2 separate regions of the Mus musculus genome follow, and region 1 is linked to region 2. Evidence: chromatin contacts called from public HiChIP or PLAC-seq data. All regions are on one chromosome and are shown on one strand. Each heading gives the region's core, a stretch centred on a gene start, on an enhancer-like site or on the middle of the called end of the contact. The rest is flanking DNA. Distances are from core to core; before and after follow the strand shown.

Region 1 (4,121 bases), core at 1,489-3,988, 260 kb before region 2:
TTTTTATTTACCCTGCACTCTGATTTATATACCTTCTCATCAACTGGAATGCTAACAATGTTTAACAATTACCCATTTTTGATAGCTCAGCCACTAACTGCTTGTAAATTTGGTCAGACTATTTAATGTTTTTTGACCCTTTGTCTCTACAAACATCAAGGAATAATGTCCTTCATTCTTTATCCTGAGATAGGGAAGACTCAGAAGCAATACAGCATGAACACACTTTGAAAAATATAAATATATCATATTATTATTAATATTGATATAGCATCTCTGGACATTGGCCCATTGGGTGTGACTGTTGTTAGTTCATAAACTGAATTTAGCAGCATTTATTAGCAATGGCTCTTTTGTGCTTTCAGGATATCACTATTTAGTAGTTGGCAGACTTTGCCTATATTTTCTAATAATGATTGTAAATTGATTTTATTCATACTTTATAAAATAGTCCCTCTCTTGCAGCTAAAGAGGAACAACCACAGGAATAGCAATCTGATGGTTCCTTCCTCTGCAAAGATTTCTTAAGTAGCTAGGAGTTCTAGGCAGATCTAAAATGTAAAACAAATGACTATGGGGCGCACACACACACACACACACACACACACACACACTTGCATATGCATGTGTGAGCACTCACATGAGCATGCACAAAATCTAAGCAAAAATAGATACGCAATTCAGTTATATTCCAAATAGAACAATAGTAAATTCCCAACATAACAATAGAAACCTACATTTGAATTAATTTACAATTATTAAAAATACTGAAATTATTAAAGAAAATAAGTGTTTTATATTGCATAGATATTAGGAACAATAATTATCCACTTCCCTACCTTTCTCAATATTTCTCATTTTATAGTGTACAACTAACTTAGCAAGCTAACCTCTGGAAAGTGTTGCCCAGTAATTTGGACAAGCCTTTTCATCTCAGATGCCCTCCTCAGTTCACTGACACAGGCAAACAGCTCTCTGTCTTTCTCAGGAAGTCATGAGCACATAGTCACAACAGGAAAAGGATCTCCAACTCACTGCCTGTCCTTATTATTCTGGCTTGGGCATTTAATTTACAGAGACACCATTTTTGTGGCCTAGAAGTTTATGAACTAGGAATCCATAATGCCTTTATATTCCCTTGCAGGAGAATCTACCTGCAGATGCCCTAATTATTAAATCCACACTAACACTCTAACACTGATCATTATCTGGTTCCATTTCACTTCCCATCCTTTTGACTCCTGCCTTCTGTTACACTCTGCAATTTGAGGTGATTTGTGAGAATAAGATAGCATATAGATAGAAACATATGCTAAGTATTTTCTAATACAAAATGCCATGAAATAATAGAAACTGAACTGAGAGCATGAAACATAGCATTCTAATCATGTGAGAAAGATTTTTTTTTTAAAAAAATGCCCTCATAAACCAAATTAGATGCCAAATAAACAGGAAGTGAAAATTTTTATCTGGGTGAATAATGATAATCAACAATGGTAGATCAAAGCCAGGGAGAGAAAAGAATGAGGATTTGCATTTATAAAACGTTAAAAGGCAGATTTTGGATCTGTTAAAGAAAAATGTGCTTTCCTAAATATGATTTCTGTTCTCACAACTCAGCAAATTTAAAAAAATTGGAGAAATACCTAGTAAAGCAAGTCACTGCTATCTAAATCACTATTTGCTGAAATCAGAGCCCACGTTTCAAGTCATAAACTGGTACACTGGGTAGCTTAAATGCGGGATTAGGACAGTCCAAGAGGAGAACAACTTCCCTCAATCAGAATCGTCTGAATCTGACTCAGGGAACGTGCACCTGGAGCCATTTATTCTCCCATTGACCAGGTTCAATTTCACAGCTCATCTGGATTTCATTAGATGCCAGGCTTGCTTGGAAATCTGCAATTGCTTTAATTTTCTATTTCACTTTGTGAACATGAAGCCCAGTCCTCCCTTGTAGAAATATTAAAACAACCTGTCTTTAAAGTAATGTGTAGTCTGAAAGTGCCTTGCTAACCAATTAATCTTTAATATGATAAAAATAGGTTGACTAATGACATTTCCCTTCATCTGATTCCATCATAAATGCCACTCTATTACAAACTTCTATGGTAAATAATGGTTTTCTTTGGAAAAAGGGAACAAGTTAAGTGGGAGCTATATAAAAGTGTATGTTACTTAACTTTCAAATTTAATTAATATTCACAAGTACATATTGAATATCTACCTTGTTCCTGTCTTCTGGAATGGGAATTCTTCAACTTTCTGCTGTGTAAATATGAGAGTTGTAAAAAAATGAGAACACACGTGATTTCAGTTTTCAGAAGAAAATACTACATATATTCAAAACACTTGATTAACCTTATTTGGCCAGTGCTCTGAGAAAAACCCTGGTCCTTAGTTTTCCTCTATGAGAGGTACTATCACCTGTCAGCATGTAGCCTTCTGAGAAGTCTCAGGTCTCCTTTGTACAGGGTTGTTTTGATGCTTTCTTTGATCTGGTATCTGCTTGGGAACACTGAAGATCCTGTTCCCCAATTGGTTCTTGATCCATCATTAAAAATGCTAGCAGCCAAGGAGCTGGGCAGCATAGGTCGGACTTCCAGTTTTCCCACTGGCAGGCTAGCAGATGCAAAGGAAGGAGAAAGAGCCACTAGCCACGTGAGATCTCAAGTGGAATGGCCCTCTGCTGCTTCTGTGACTGGGCCTGGGGTAGCAGGCAGGAAATTAGAGAGCAATGAGCTGAGGGCAGATTTAGGGTACTGAGCTAGGACTAAAAGTAACTTAGCAACCAAAGTTGAGGGCAGATTTGGAGGTGTTGAGCTGAGAATGTAAAGAAGAGCACAATAGCCAAGGAAGGCTTAGCAAACCCGGCCATTGAGCTAAAGCACATCAAAAATAAGCTAATGTGTGTGTCTTTCGTCTGCAGATACAAGGGAAACCAGGCAGGGCTGAAAGCTGTCTGACACACACAATAAAGATTGGAGAAAGTAAATTAAATACTTACTTGCACATCTTCCGGGGTAGGGAAGTGTCCAATAAAATTAACCTTTTTATTTTTATATGCACTAAGATAGATGCTGCTATTGTCACTCAATTGTCAATTTGAGAAACTTAAGACGAAAGTTAGTAAATTTCAATAAAATTTATTTAAATGATCCATTAATAGAACTATCCAAATAAATACATTCTGAATGAAGCACTACAACAATTTTCTGGTATCATGAACATAGACAACTGCAATGGAAATACAAAGCACTATGACACTGGGGAAGATTGAAACTGATGAATACTTTCACCTTGATTTAGCTATACTTAAACAAGGGTGGTTAATAAAAATGGGAGTATCTCCCAGAAAACACAGAGAAGCAGGGTTCCAAGTCCTAGTTTGAGGTTCACTATCCTCTTTATATGTCACAATAATTTATCAGTACCTTTAGCGAAATGAAAGAGGAGACGACTGTGAGGTGTTATATTTTTTTTAAATCTCTTGTGTTCTAAGAGACTGACACTTTTTTCTAGACCTCACAGCCAGAGTTAATACTACACTATGAGTTCACTTACGATTTAAGACTGCTATCCCATTGGGTTCTCAGTTGTTTGTTTAACCTGCCATTAAGAGACCCTGGGAACCACCAGCCTTACCTGCCTGGATTCCTCTGTGTAATCAGCTCTACCACCTAAGCTAATGACTAATTTTAATTTTAAATTGTGTATTCATCTATGTCCCTGACCCAGAGAGCAATGCATATGGATATGTGTGAGTGTTATGGTAATAGTTTGCTGAAAACAGCAGACAGAGTGAAATTGACCTTATCCAACAAATATCTACCATAAATATTGGGGAAAGCATATGGAAGATGCTTGATAACACAATGTTTGCAGTAGTGAGTTCTTTGGGGTCAGTTGAAGTAAATAACTTAATCCCTTGTTTAAAAAGCAACTGTTAAAGATTTCTGTAAAGCATCATTCCTCTCCCATGTGGTAGTCTCTCTGCCGTCCAATAACCGGAGAACAAAGTTTTTGTTAAGAGACTCACTCAGAGCAAACACAGACAGGTTACAGAAAGGCCAGCTACAAACTACAGACAGATGGAAAGCATAGGGAGAAATGGAAAATTC
Region 2 (3,915 bases), core at 317-2,816:
GAGGGTCAGGCTGTGAGATGCTGTAGGATCCCGCTCCAGGGGTGGGGAGGCACAGTCTAATGTCCCCGTGGACTTGGCAAAGTTGACTCGGAGTCCTGGCCAGCATGAAGGCTGAGCATGGCAGGTCCTCAGACTCTTGGGCACCACAGATGTCGCTGGATGCAGCAGAAGTGCTGAGAACAGAGTGGTGGCCCGCAGGTTGGATATAGCCAAGGTGAAGGGAAAAGGGCAGGAGGAGGGCTCTGGCTGGGTCCTGTGGGGAGGAGAGAGTCCTTGGCTTGGCTCAGCAGTGATGGTGACCATCGCTGGGAATGCAGAGAGGCCTCCTGAGGGAGATTAGACATTGCTCTTTAGAGAAAAACCTGCTCCATTGTTTCCCACAGTGGATCCAAATAAGAGACAGTCCATGGTTTTAAAGCACTTATTGTCATGGTAGATAATTCTGATAAGTGGAACTGTACCCCATTTTTCTCAGGGCAAGCCTGAGGTAAAATATTTTTTGCAGGGAGGAGTGTCGGGGAAGGGGAGCTTAATTGACTAAGCCCTTCAGACCTTTAGGTGCCTCATTAAAATGGGGTCTGTCTTGAGGCTACATGATCTGTGGTCACATCCTCTACCTGTGGAGGGCTTGAGGCATTCCCTTACATGACTGATGTCCACAGACCCATGAAGTGGAGAGCTGTGGCCTCCTGTCTGGAACCTGTGTCTAGGAGTGTGACAAAACACCTACTGTCCCTTGCAGGCTACGGTCACCTTCTGGGGCACTGGGGTTTTAAACCTAGCTCAACCAGAAACCAGGCTGCCTCTCACAGTCCCACAATTTTTCTCTAACATCGAATATAAATGTGAAATAAGGTAATGAGGGTGAAGTATGAATTTCTTTCCCCCTATATTAAGCCTACTCACCAATTTAACAGCAGACAAATAAACAATGTGGATCAACTAAGAAATTAGAAAACTGTATCAATTTCATTCAGTCCCATTATAGCTTGTGGTAAAGCCAACAATGATTACAACTATCCACCAACTGTACAGTCCTTGCACAGTAGATTCAGCACTGGACATGTATCAGCTACAACTAGTTTTACCTTGCAAGAGACAAGAGAACACTTTGGATGACATTGTCTGTAGGCATATATTTTCACAGCCTACTTCAATAAGGGTTCAACCTCCATTCTAGCCCACCATTTACCAGAAGTAGTGGGAAAAAAAGATTATTAGAATACATGGGAAGTGGACATGTTTAGAAATAGTCCTTTGGGGTGATTGCAATCTTCGTTGTTCTCAGTCCAGTCCACTAACAAACACCAAACACAAATCAGCAGGAGTCATTCAATCCAGAAGAAACTGTGAGACTTGTCAACTGGCCCAAGTCCACAGAATTGACAAAAAGGAGCAGTACCTTCACGAGGAGAAGTTCTACTGTGAGTTTCTCTCCACAGTCACCACAAGCTAAGCTCATCAATGCCATGTAAGGCAAACCAATTTATGTGCATCATTAGTGAAGTCTAGTGATGCAGAGCAAGGCAAGCCAACACTCCAGCTCCCACTGTCTGAGGGGCCACATTTACATTCTTTCTAAACATCACGTGTACTTTCTCATTTCTGCTATAGCAAAACATCCTTTCACCTGTGCCTGCTTCATTAAAATATTCTTTCACACGTTTGCTTTAGCAAAACATCCTTTCACTTATGTGCCCCAGCAAAACATCATTTAACGTAACTGACTTTCCAAAGAAACCAGAAGTTTCCATTTCAATTGTTTGTACTTCTACAATATTGACATATGTATGGGTCATAGCATTGATGTGGTCAAAGAACCATGCGTCACTCCAGTGCTACTCAGTGGAATTTAAAGTGCAACTTACTCCTCATTCCTAAGATCTGTCAAGCATCTCTCAACTTATTTCACACGGATAAATAGGAAGATCATCTCTACTAGGTTATGCAACTGTATGGATTGTATATGATAATGATACTCATAAAATATATAACTAACATACTATGTTTTCCATATCCACAACTCCATTCTAAGCACTATTGCATAGCATAACCCACTTGTATTTAAAAATGAAAAACTTCTATAAATCAGTACTATTATTTCCCTTCTGTCATAGGTAGGAAAGCATCAACATCCCACCTTTTCATATATATATCTGAGAGAGTGAGAGATTCATATATCTATATCATCTCTATCTATCTATCTATCTATCTATCTATCTATCTATCTATCTATCTATCTATCTATGTCTATATCTATATATCCTTCTTTTTATTCCTTTATGTGTTCTCCAGGTGAAATCCTGGAACTAGTGTATGCTGGAAAACAACTCATTGGGCTGTATCCACCTCTATTTTTCCAATTTTTAAATTGGGACACAAAATCTGGCTAAGTGTCCCAGACAAGCTTTGAACTCTCTTTATAGGTCAGGACTTAAACTTGTGATCTTCCTGCTTCTGCCTTCCAAGTGGCCAGAATTACAGGTCTAACAACATTATGTAATTAACAAAGGTCATATGTTAATTGATTGAAAACTAAGAACTGACGTTCAGTATACCCACCCCAGAGTCTATTACCTTAACACCAGCATTACCTTAATTAAGCAATTCAGCACAGTGTAGATCTCCATTTGTAGCTGTGGCTGTAACTGCAGTATTAATATTTTGTATGGACTTCCAATAAGCTGCATATTGTCCAGGGCTATAAATGTTAATGAAGTAAATAAAACTATTTTGCCAACACTTCATTTTTGTCACATTTTTCTTTTAACAACGCAATAAAGACATAAAGTGTTAATGTCCTTCCCATTCATCAAAAAATGAAACTTCCACTGTAAAAACATCCCATCTCTTACTCTCTCTTTCTCTCAATCCAGAGCTCTAGATGGAGATGTCCACCTACATTCTGACATTTTAAGATTTATATCATCCTGAACATACTGGATATAGCAAAAACTAACTGAATGCATAAAAGAAATGGGGCATAAAACAGAATGAAGTGGAAGATTTGAGCTCATTCTAGTGAATGAATTGTCTTTCCTTCAGAAGAGGCATGAGGAAGGGACCCAAGGGAGGAGAAAGAAAAGGAAGGGGGTGTAGTAGGTTGGCCTGATGCTTCTTAGACTCTAATGCTAATACCCAGCCCCCAAGACTAGCCAGAGATGAGAGAGTCCACACTTAAGATGATAAGTGACCCTGCCCTCAAGTTATTTCTGATTGGTGAATAAAATTGCCAACAGTAATAGCTGAGCAGAAGAGACATAGGTGGGCTTGAGGTTGGAAGAGAACCACAAGGAAAGAAGAAGGAGGGAGAAGCTGCCATGGGTAAGGAGTCAAGAAAACACAGCCCTAAGTGTTGGCTAATTGGAGTTAAGAGCAGACCTAAAGCTGTACTACAGAGCAATTGTGATAAAAACGGCATGGTACTGGTATAGCAACACACAAGTAGACCAATGGAATAGAACTGAAGACCCAGAGATGAACCCACACACCTATGGTCCCTTGATCTTTGACAAGGGAGCAAAAACCATCCAGTGGAAAAAAGACAGCATTTTCAACAAATGGTGCTGGCACAACTGGCAGTTATCATGTAGAAGAATGCGAATTGATCCATTCCTATCTCCTTGTACTGAGGTCAAATCTACGTGGATTAAGGAACTCCACATAGAACAAGAGACACTGAAACTTATAGAGGAGAAAGTAGGGAAAAGCCTCTAAGATATGGGTACAGGGGAAAAAAATCCCTGAATAGAACAGCAATGGCTTGTGCTGTAAGATCGGGAATCAACAAATGGGACCTCATGAAACTGCAAAACTTCTGCAAGGCAAAAGACACCATCAATAAGACAAAAAGGCCACCAACAGATTGGGAAAGGATCTTTACCTATCCTAAATCAGATAGGGGACTAATATCCA

The links. HiChIP or PLAC-seq counts read pairs in DNA pulled down with a chosen protein or histone mark.
Region 1: an H3K27ac HiChIP or PLAC-seq map of regulatory T cells shows a contact between it and region 2, with 6 times the contacts expected there. The contact joins two enhancer-like sites. A contact is called at or near these places in 2 of 484 Hi-C or Micro-C datasets (the HPC-7 cell line and bone marrow-derived macrophages) and 2 of 115 datasets of contacts at active chromatin or transcription factors (CD8 T cells and regulatory T cells).

What each region holds. Positions count from the first base shown.
Region 1 is chr8:81,813,503-81,817,623 of GRCm38.p6, reverse strand. The region is part of intron 7 of Inpp4b (inositol polyphosphate-4-phosphatase, type II); the gene reads right to left. Among named protein-coding and RNA genes, the nearest start is that of Gm25267, 340 kb to the left of the region's middle. Within about 2 kb of position 2,738, at least 8 of the 459 cell types and tissues checked have an H3K27ac peak or open chromatin away from gene starts, as enhancers often do. A contact at or near this core is called in regulatory T cells, where this site is marked.
Region 2 is chr8:81,556,517-81,560,431 of GRCm38.p6, reverse strand. The region is part of intron 2 of Inpp4b (inositol polyphosphate-4-phosphatase, type II); the gene reads right to left. Among named protein-coding and RNA genes, the nearest start is that of Gm51582, 220 kb to the right of the region's middle. Within about 2 kb of position 1,566, at least 18 of the 459 cell types and tissues checked have an H3K27ac peak or open chromatin away from gene starts, as enhancers often do. A contact at or near this core is called in regulatory T cells, where this site is marked.